2 separate regions of the Hordeum vulgare genome follow, and region 1 is linked to region 2. Evidence: chromatin contacts called from public Hi-C data. All regions are on one chromosome and are shown on one strand. Each heading gives the region's core, a stretch centred on a gene start, on an enhancer-like site or on the middle of the called end of the contact. The rest is flanking DNA. Distances are from core to core; before and after follow the strand shown.

The links. Hi-C and Micro-C count contacts between places; a contact is called where the count stands out from the background.
Region 1: a Hi-C map of seedling shows a contact between it and region 2, with 4 times the contacts expected there. The contact joins the enhancer-like site here to the promoter of LOC123449952 in region 2. A contact is called at or near these places in 3 of 6 Hi-C or Micro-C datasets (leaf and seedling).

Annotation. Positions count from the first base shown.
Region 1 is chr4H:600,811,198-600,816,292 of MorexV3_pseudomolecules_assembly, reverse strand. No RefSeq gene overlaps it. Among protein-coding and RNA genes, the nearest start is that of LOC123449955, 24 kb to the left of the region's middle. Within about 2 kb of position 3,737, at least 1 of the 3 cell types and tissues checked has open chromatin away from gene starts, as enhancers often do. A contact at or near this core is called in seedling, where this site is marked.
Region 2 is chr4H:600,702,622-600,707,697 of MorexV3_pseudomolecules_assembly, reverse strand. LOC123449952 (probable apyrase 3) reads left to right here and starts at 1,570. Exons shown (of 7, transcript XM_045127333.1): 1 at 1,570-1,886; 2 at 1,993-2,121; 3 at 2,311-2,367; 4 at 2,502-2,594; 5 at 2,730-2,935; 6 at 3,123-3,214; 7 at 3,327-4,163. The coding sequence starts at 1,626. The coding sequence ends at 3,862.

The sequences.
Region 1 (5,095 bases), core at 2,488-4,987, 110 kb before region 2:
AGAGACAAACAACTAGGTGGTGGGTAAGTGGTAACCATCAGCCTAGGTAAATAATGGGGTTCTCGACAATAAGTTAATGACAATGATGCAATGTTCATATTGCAAATCCTGACCCAATCGTTTGAACCTCTTCACACTGCAAATCGACACGGAGAACAAGGGCAATGAGGTGGTGCCACCAAAGGAGCAATACAAGTGCAAGGATGTTGTGCCGCCCTCAAAGGTGGCGCCTGTCCAGAGCCCGGTCACGGACAACGATACGCGGAGGAGCCCCCCAGCGACAAGCGTCAGAACTACGACCACTACCATGAGATGGGTGAGCCAAATAACTTCTGCAAGGTAATCATGCCACTCGAGGCCATACCTATGCCACTCGACTTCATGAAGCACTTCCCGTCTATGCCACAGGAGTTCAATTTGAAGGCGAACACCGAGTGCTCTAGGAGGGTCATTGTCCGTCTGTTGAACGAAAGGGTCACCCTCGACCAGGTTTGGGCCACCTTCGTCGCCGTCCAACAAATCAAGATAGGCTTCATGGTCACAGTTGATGACTCCCGACATGGTGAAGGTCATCGTCTTCAATGACGATGGCAGTAAAGTGGTGGCCTGGTGCGGGAGACATGACGATGCCTTCGTTGTGAACGTCTAGGACAACCGCTCATATGCTCTAGTTGCTTTAGTTTAATATTGAACTGCTTTGCATTTAAACTAATCTATTTAAATGTGACACAATATTTATAACTGCTTACTACTATGTTATGTTGTGTGTTCTTCCTGACGCCGCTATGTGATGGTAACCTCACCACCGCATCGAAGAGGTTATCTCACAACAAGTGTTGCATGCAGCCAAATAGTAGGCCTTGTGTTTGCGCATACACAAACAGACAACCAAATAGTATGTCTTTCATGACACCCCATTCAGTTTAGAATGTATGCCGGCAACCAAACTAAATGCAGATGTTAGTTTTATGATCGTTTTATCTCAACCAAACTTTGTTGAGCCAATGTCCACGAGCCAGTCCCGCTAGAAACGCCTACCAAACACATCCTTCGTAACGTAGGATCTTTCTCGAGTATACTGTAAAAACACTCCGCACTAAAACAAAACTCAACAACAAAGGAATGAGACACTCAGCAACCACGATGCGCTAGCAAAGCACATGACACGTGTCCCTTACCCCTTGTTCATTGCGTGTTTCAAATAAATGTTCATGTAGTGTAATAAATTGTCTCCACAATTTTAAAAATGTTTGTACCATTCGAAAAATGTTCCTGACATTTAGTTCATGTGTTCAGAAATATGTTCATGACAGTTTTTAAATTTTTTATACAATGTAGAAACAATATTCACATATTTTTAAACTTTTGACATACCATTCTAAATATATTTATGAAATTTAAACAATATTCAGCCGTTTCAAAAATATGGTCATAACATTTTCCACAACTGTTTCTAGTATGTAAAAATGGTCTTGTAATTTTAAATAATATTTTGTACCATTCAACAAAAATGTCTTTGACATTAAAAAATATGTTCTAACATTAAGAACTGTTTTGCATGCTTTAAGAAAAAAATGTTCATGGAATTTTTCTAAATGTTCAATGGGTGTTTCATAAATGTTCACCTTATATTCATAAGAAATCCAATGTTCATTTGACAAATCAATACTGTTTATTTTGGAAAACACTTAAATGTGTCTACAAAAATCATCAACGTGTATAAAAGAAATAACATGTAAACAAAAAATATTCGAACTGTATTTCCAAAAATTCCATGTGTATTCAAAAAATGAATAAAAACACACAAAGAAAACTAAGGGAAAAAATAATGTAAATCTACATTTTACTTTAGTCCATGTAAATCTATATAGTGAACACATAAAAAATGAATGAAAGGTTTTCAAATTTGTCTAAACAGCTCCATAGAAGCTTCCAAAAGCCGCTCCAAAAAACCCATATGAGCGCACATGGGCTGATCCACTAGTGCTCGCATCGGAGATGATGCGAGCTTCTAATTAGCGAAATCACTAATTGAAAACTACTCTTGGCAAAGATCACTCCCCCAACCCAGGGTGCGACAAGTCTTCAACTGCATGTGCGTCACTTGTAGCAACCTAAGGGTTTTTCCTTTTTCGCAGATTTGTTTATTCAAAACATTTTATCTCTCAAAACCTACGTCCAAATCTAGAACTGGTTTTGCCGTTAGATTCCATGCGTCGAGATCTTAAAAACTAGACCACATGTTGATATGTTTCGTTGGACTTTTTTTCACGAAAAAATCAAACAAAAAAACCAAACTAAAACCACGTTGTTTTCCTTCATGAGAACATGCATTTTTCCTTTTTCAAGATGCACGACTAGGCCTTTCAGGGAAGCAAATCCGTACTTCCGTGAAAGGAAAAATGGATCTTTTTTCTTTTCTGAGAGGCACGACCTTGCCTCGCGGAAGGAAAAAACATTTTTTTTGCTTTTTCAGGAGGCACATGTGCCTCTAAGAGAAGCAAATCCATGTCTCTCAGGGTAGGAAAAAAGAAAGAGAAAATGCATTTTTTTGTGATTTTTCTTTAAAATCTTATTTTTGGGTCTAAATTGTAAGAAAAATCGGGGGTAAACGGAAAAGCCAAAAAAACCCGGAAAACAAAATCATCTTAAAGCCAAAATTCCAGACATAAATATGTATAGAAAAAAATCCAAAGGAAACACCAAGAGTACGACACGTGGCAATGGACCCTTCGAGAGGCTCTCGGACGAGTACTCCTTAATTAGTTGCTCTTCCTAATTGACGCGTTTTGCGCCAGTGCCAGCTCGCACCATTGCTAGCATGGGTGAGCCCACGAGCACGCTCGCTAGCTTGAAAATAATAATCAGAAAATCAAATAGAATGCAGATATTTCAACAAAAAGTTTGCGAATTCAAAAAAGGTCATGCGTATAATCTCTGTTAATAGTTCATCAATTCGAAAATGTTCATGATTTTGAAAAAAGAGGTTGCACATAGATGGAAAATATTTCACGATTTTGAATAAAGCTCATCAACTTTTAAAAAAAGCCCAAAAATTGAAAAAAAGTTCATGAATTTTCAAAAGGTACATATGCTAGAAAAACAGTTCGTCTATTTTGCAAAAACATTCTCCGGTTTTAAAATTAGATCATCAAATATTAAAATAAGTTCATCAGTTTTAAAATAAACTTCAGCATTTAGGAAAAAAGTTCATCAATTTTGAGACAGCGTTCACAAACATTAAAAATAGTTCATATATTTTTTAAAAAGGTGATAATTTTAAAAAATAATAATGATGAACTTGAAAAAACGAGTTCGAAAAGGAGTTCCTCAATTAAAAAAAGTATCATAAAATTGAAACAATTCGTGTTTTGCCAAAATTAAATAGAAAAAGGAAAATGAAAAAAAGTAAAAGAATATGCAATAAAGCAAAATGAAAATAAGTAGAAAATAAAAAATAGACAAGATTGGTACAGGAAAACCCCAAAATAGAAAAAATGAAAAACCGTCTGAAAAGCTTATGGAAACTTCCCAAAACCAGGAAACAATCCACTTGCCGCATCTATACCTACTAATTAAGAAAATATGTATTCTTAGTCTGTCATACAGTTTTATGGAAAAGTCTCAAAATTTTACGAGCTTGAATCCATGGTTAAAAATATTGTACATACATTGCCTCTCCCTGGCCGTTTTCTTACGTTGCTAGCACGCATACACCTCACCATCTATCGTACCATGTCAGGTTGCTGCACTGCTGGGCTTCGCTACAATATTGGGCCGTCTGCCATGGGCCACGAACAACGTGTACAAAAATATGTATTTATGGAAGATTAAACTCAATACTCCATGTCCAGGGTAAGGCAACTGCACTAACCAACTCTACATCAATATTCTCGGAAGTAATTGAAACAATGAACAAGGGAGGGTACTATGCGGGAGCGGCGGCTGCAACCTTTGAGGATTGTTTTTCTATGGCTTCTGAATTTTTTTTACTAGAAGCGAACGAAGTAGCACATGAGCTTGCTAGATTAGCAAAGAGTTCTGATACGAGTGAGTGGATTGAGGAGCCTTTGGAAAATATTGTATCTTTTTTAATAGACGATGTAACAATTATCTCTAATTAATAAAGTTGAGGCTGTTTTTTTAAAAATAACTCGACATCAATATTTTATGTTAAATAAACCCACCTTGCCTCTTTAGATAGATCCCTACCGGTTTATATACCTTGCGGTTTGCTTGGAATATCAGCAAGACAGTTAAAAATGGATGCTAAAAGCGGACAATTAAAAGGAATGACAATTAAAAGGAATGAACTGCACGACGAGCAGACATGCAAGGAAACCTTTAAAAGAAATGAAGGACGTGGTGTGTTCAAACAATAAAAGAAAAAATGATTGTGGGCTACATGAACAATGACACATTTAAACTAGATTAGCCATAATAATAATCAAAATGGTCCCCGGCTCATCTGCATCCGGTGAAAAGCACAATATCAAAAAAATCTGAATCCTTTTTGGCTCATAAGATGCTAAAATGTCTGCAAAATTTCGAGGTATTTGGACATTCGAGGAGCGTCTGGCAAAAAAAAATAAAAATCAGCTCCAAGCAGTTTTTGACATCACCCAAAGGAACATCTTGCACTCCAAAAAAAAAAATCATTTTTTCTATTTTTTGTCGATTTTACTATTCATTGGTGGGAAGATCTGGGCCAGGGAGCCACAACGCCACATCGTCACGTTGAAGATATCTTTACCATCTGCGCTAAGGCTCACTTCATGATTAATGTCCGGCTGAGGCTAAGTGGTCCACCAGCCTAATAATGTCTGACAAAGGGAGTAACATAGTCCCCGCGTTTGTTGAAGGCTTTGACGTGCGCCTCCCTGCAGGTGGTGACACTCTCTGGATGTAGTGATGCATCGATGGTCGTTTTGGTCATGTGGTAACTAGCGTTCTTTCGTAGCGGAGCATGACGTGTTGTGCTTGCAAATACAAATTAATTTTTTTTCCGTTGCAACACACGGACATATGTCCTAATGGACACCTGTACCACTATATTGTGACCAAGACCGTAGGGTTTGTATTTGGCTGTGTATAT
Region 2 (5,076 bases), core at 321-2,820:
TAAAAGTGATTGATAAGGATGCTACTTGTTGGATAAAATTGCTTGTTGATGCTATTTGGCTGCTTGCTTGTTGATTTTTGTGGCGTAAATTACTTGCTAATGTTGTTGCTGCCTCCTATTGCTAGGGAAGAAGATACAACTATAAATCATAGCATCTTTTAACTTTCTCCATCATCATTTGAGCATTATTGTTGTGTATTGCTTGCTGATTTTAATTATCGTCATGTTTATAGGTGAAAGTTTCTATATATTTATTATTATGAAAATAAGGAGCTCAATAAAGATTGTGCTCTCTATATTGTTATCAAGAAAAAACTTTTAAAACGTTGGAAGAAGAGTAGTACCCCTCCATTATTTGGCCCACTCATGTAATCCAAGGTTGCTCTTTATATATGTTTATCATTTAACAATCTTAAAAATTTAACTTTAAAAGATTTGTTGATATTATGTTATCATGTTATTAGGTATTACAGTCCAAATAAGACCGGGGCAGTTTTGGCCGTGTTACCTATTGTTGATAGTACGATTTTTAAAATGAAAAACAAGAAGGTATGGAAGTAATTAGGCAACCAGTGAGACGGTATTTTGATCTCATCTCATATATTTTATTATGTTAGTTTTTATTATATATTATTTTATTATTATTTATATATGCTTGCCGTATCACGGTGTTGTTGTTTCTAGATATTGCCATATTCCGTATCGTCGTATCTGAATCACCGTATCAATGTCTGTTGTATCGATGCTTTGTAGGTCGAGACGAGAGGAGAGAGTGACGAGGCCAGGGCAATGATTTTTGGAGGCGCATGCATGTGTCCGCGTCGTACGATAAAGTCGGGTAGGGTCCCTCCACAATGATATTGAAACATGCAGCGTGTTACTCGTGGAGGGGGGGCCAGAGCCAGACCCCGACTGTTTTGGATGGATCACAGTTGATTAGAATTAGCTAGCGGCACATACAGTAACTTGGTAGATCGATGTTTCAGATCCGACAACCCCATCCATCCATCCACATCATCATCTTTTCACGATGAGATCTACACACACAAGCGATGGATGCATCATGCATGGATGCACTAGTCTTACAGCATCCCCAACAGTCGTCTAAGAAAGCTCCGTGTGTTAAAAATTTATTTCTTTTTACGGTTGTTAAATGCATGCGCTAAAAAATAATTAGACACGTACTAAAAAACGCTATCATGGGCAGCAAGTTTTAGACACCGGATCGTGCGCGCTTCATAATTTACACTGCATTAGAAGTGTTACAGTGGCCCGCTAAATGTTTTATTAGGCGTGAAATTTTTATGCGTGTGTTAAAGATGCTCTTAGATACAGTACTATTTCCTCCGATCCAAATTATTTATCGTTTAAATGGATGTATATGTAAAATTAAAATACGATCTAAATACATCTATTTAAACAGCAAGTAATATATAATCACCTACACTAAGATGGATTGTTTTGTACTGCAACACAGTAGTGCGCAAGGCAGGGACTCGGCTGCACGGCCAACCAAAACCCGGGGCTGTCCATGAAAGATTCCCGCCTCCTTTTTAACACCCTTTCGGCTCGTCACTCGAGCACTCGCACTAGCCACCCACCAGACCACACCCCACCAGCTCGCCATGGCTCATGGCTTGGGCATCCTCCTCCTCCTCCTGGCGTCCTCGTTCGCCGGCTCTGCCTTCGCCGCCGATGCGACGGTGCTCAGCCGGAAGGCCGGTGCTGGCGCCATTGCCGGGGAGGATCCCGAGCTGAAGGCGGCGCCGGGGAAGTACGCGGTGATCTTCGACGCCGGAAGCACGGGCACGCGCGTGCACGTCTTCCGGTTCGACAAGAAGATGGAGCTCGTCGACGTCGGCGACGACATCGAGGTCTTCGCCAAGGTATATATGCATATGTGCACTCTGATATTCACGTATGTTGTTGTTGTTGTTGATAGCTAGCCCTTTTAATTATTTGGTGGTGAATGATGCATGCGGTGCGGTGTAGGTGGAGCCGGGGCTGAGCTCGTACGCCGGACGGCCGCAGGAGGCCGCCAAGTCCATCACACCCCTGCTGGAGAAGGCCAAGAGCGCCGTGCCTCGCTGGCTCATGAAGAAAACACCCGTTAAACTAGGGGTCCGTTCCCGTTCCTAATAACAAATCAACAAAAAATACTATCACCATCTACGTACCAGCAAAGCTGGAATTTAGATTCAGCTGGGGAAAAAACCTGAAGTTTAATTAGATTCAACTAAAAGAAGCTGAAATTTACACCTGAACAAAAAAATTGACCAAAAGTTTATTTTATACCAATGGAATGTGCAGGCGACGGCTGGACTCAGACTTATCGGAGATGACAAGGCAGAGCAAATTCTTGAAGCAGTAATTATTTTTCACCTCTGCTTTTTTTTTTACCTTTCACCCCTGCGGATGGACTCGTTCCAATTAGTTTCTAAAATTCGAAACGGGTACGTGGACTTGTGTGAACTGATTCCTAAATAAATCACAAAATACAGGTGAGGGATGCCGTCCACAGCAAGACCAAATTCCAGTACAATCCCAGTTGGATCAATGTTCTCAAGGGGTCTCAGGAAGGATCTTACCTATGGGTACGTATATATATATATATATACACCACTTAGATAGATGACCTTAATAAATTACTCAGTCCATATATCCACGTGGAACAATTATTTACTGCTTGTTACACAAATTATTAATATCGCTCGTACGTACGTACGTAGGTTGCTCTGAATTACCTGCTGGGTAAACTGGGAGGAGACTACTCCAAGACGGTGGCAGTGATCGACCTTGGAGGTGGGTCCGTGCAGATGGCATATGCCATCTCAGCGAACGCCGCAGCTGCCGCTCCCACGGTGCCTCAAGGGGAGGACCCATACGTCACCAAAGAGTACCTCAAAGGAAAAGATTACAACGTCTACGTTCACAGGTTACTCATTTCTCTTCTCCTATTTTACGACATCTCTGTTGTTTTGCAATGCTACAAAGCCTTGTGCACCGCTAACTACCTCCTCGGTCTCATAATATAAGAGCGTTTTTTATATTACACTACCGAAAGAGTACTTGGCTTGGCTAATCAGTGGCTTGACATCTGGTAATTTTTGGAACCATTTCAGCTACTTGCACTACGGCGCACAGGCTTCAAGGGTAGAGATCTTCAAGGCCAAGAACGGACCAGTCAGCTACTGCGTGCTGCGCGGATACGATGGTACTATACATATATCACTGATTAATTTGGTTTGATATAAGCAGGGCACATCTAACATAATCAAGAACATCTGATCGATGTGCATATATATCCTTTGATCGAATGAATGAAGGCAAATACACCTACAACGGAGAGCAATACGACGCCATAGCAGCACCGCAAGGAGCGGCGTACGAAAAGTGCAGAGAGGACGTGACCAGGGCGCTGAGAATCAGCGCGCCATGCGCGGCCAAGAACTGCACCTTCAACGGCGCGTGGAACGGCGGCGGCGGCCCCGGCCAGGCCGAGCTCTACGTCACCTCCAGCTTCTACTACATGGCAGCAGACGTCGGCCTGATCGACAGCGAGGCGAGCAGCGGGAAGACCACGCCGGCGGCGTTCAGGGCCGCCGCCGAGGAGATCTGCCCGATGAGCTTCCTGGAGGCCAAGGCCGCGTACCCCAAGGTGCGGTCCGTGGACGCGCCCTACATCTGCATGGACCTCGTCTACCAGTACTCCCTGCTCGTGGACGGGTTCGGCTTGGAGCCGACCAAGGAGATCACCGTGGCGCAGAAGGTGAAGCACGGGGAGTACTTCATCGAGGCCGCGTGGCCGCTCGGGGAGGCCATCGAGGCCGTCTCGCCCACCAAGCGGCTCAACGATGCATGATCTTGTACGTACAGTATTGGTTGATATGATTGCTAATCCGGCCCTAGCTCGCGCAGTAAGGGCATCTCCAATGATTGTATGATCATCGTTGATAATATTGCCACATAGATGATTTTGATGACATGGCGCATAATAAAAGAAGAAAGAGAATGAAATCGTATGAACTTGAAGCAACGGTTCACGCACAAGCTCCGAGGCAAGCATGGTTATTTCTTCCATGTTTAGTGGACCCGCAATGCATGCATGGAGGTGTATCTTACGATTGATCGCAATTAATAAAGTGTGTGCAGAGTTTTGTTTCGGTACGATAGTACACACTTTTGAAGGGGAGTGATTAGACTGTTGTGATCTCTTGTTTCATCCATTAAGACAATATAAAGATTAGACTGTTATGATCTCTTGTTTCATCCATTAAGATAACTTATACTCAATCTACATGGAAATTCGTACACTTTTCTAGGGGTGTATTGATGGAACCCTACATAAATTAAAGAATAAAGGTGCATATACAAAAAAAAGGTGAATTTACTGACTTAATATGAAACATGAAGGGGTTACAAATACAATGAGCTACACTCATCTCTTCATAACTATGATGTACAGAGTCAATACCAATCGTACAACCAGGAAGAAACACTCTAGCAAAAAAGAAAAGTTATACAATACCAAAGCTCTCGAGGAAAAGGGAAAAAAAATCCAAACCGAACAAAGAAACAATTAACAAACGACAACAATGATTATATGTGCACCAACCATCTCTTCACGTCACAAAGATAGCAAGAAAGGTTCTTCAATAGCATCTCTTCACCTCACAAAAGTTGAGTGTGGGAACATTTTTCTGAATTTGCAATTTTTTTTTTGATTTTTTTTATTTGTGAACACTGTTTGAAATTGGGAACATTTTCTAATTTTTTTAAATGCAAACATTAAAGTTTTCAAATTTAAAATTTAATTTTTGAACATTTTTCATAAGAAGCGAACAAATATTTGAAATTCTGATCTTTTTGGAATTTCCGCACAAAATTCAAATCAGGAATATTTTTCTAAAATATTTACGAAATCGGAAAAAATGCAAACATTTGTAAATTTATAAGCATTTATTGATACTACCGAACAAAATTGGAAAAGGCGTACATTTCTCTTATATTTCCAGAAGAATTTTTAAAGAGGAACATGTTTTCAAACTACTGAACTAAATTTCAAAACGCGAACAT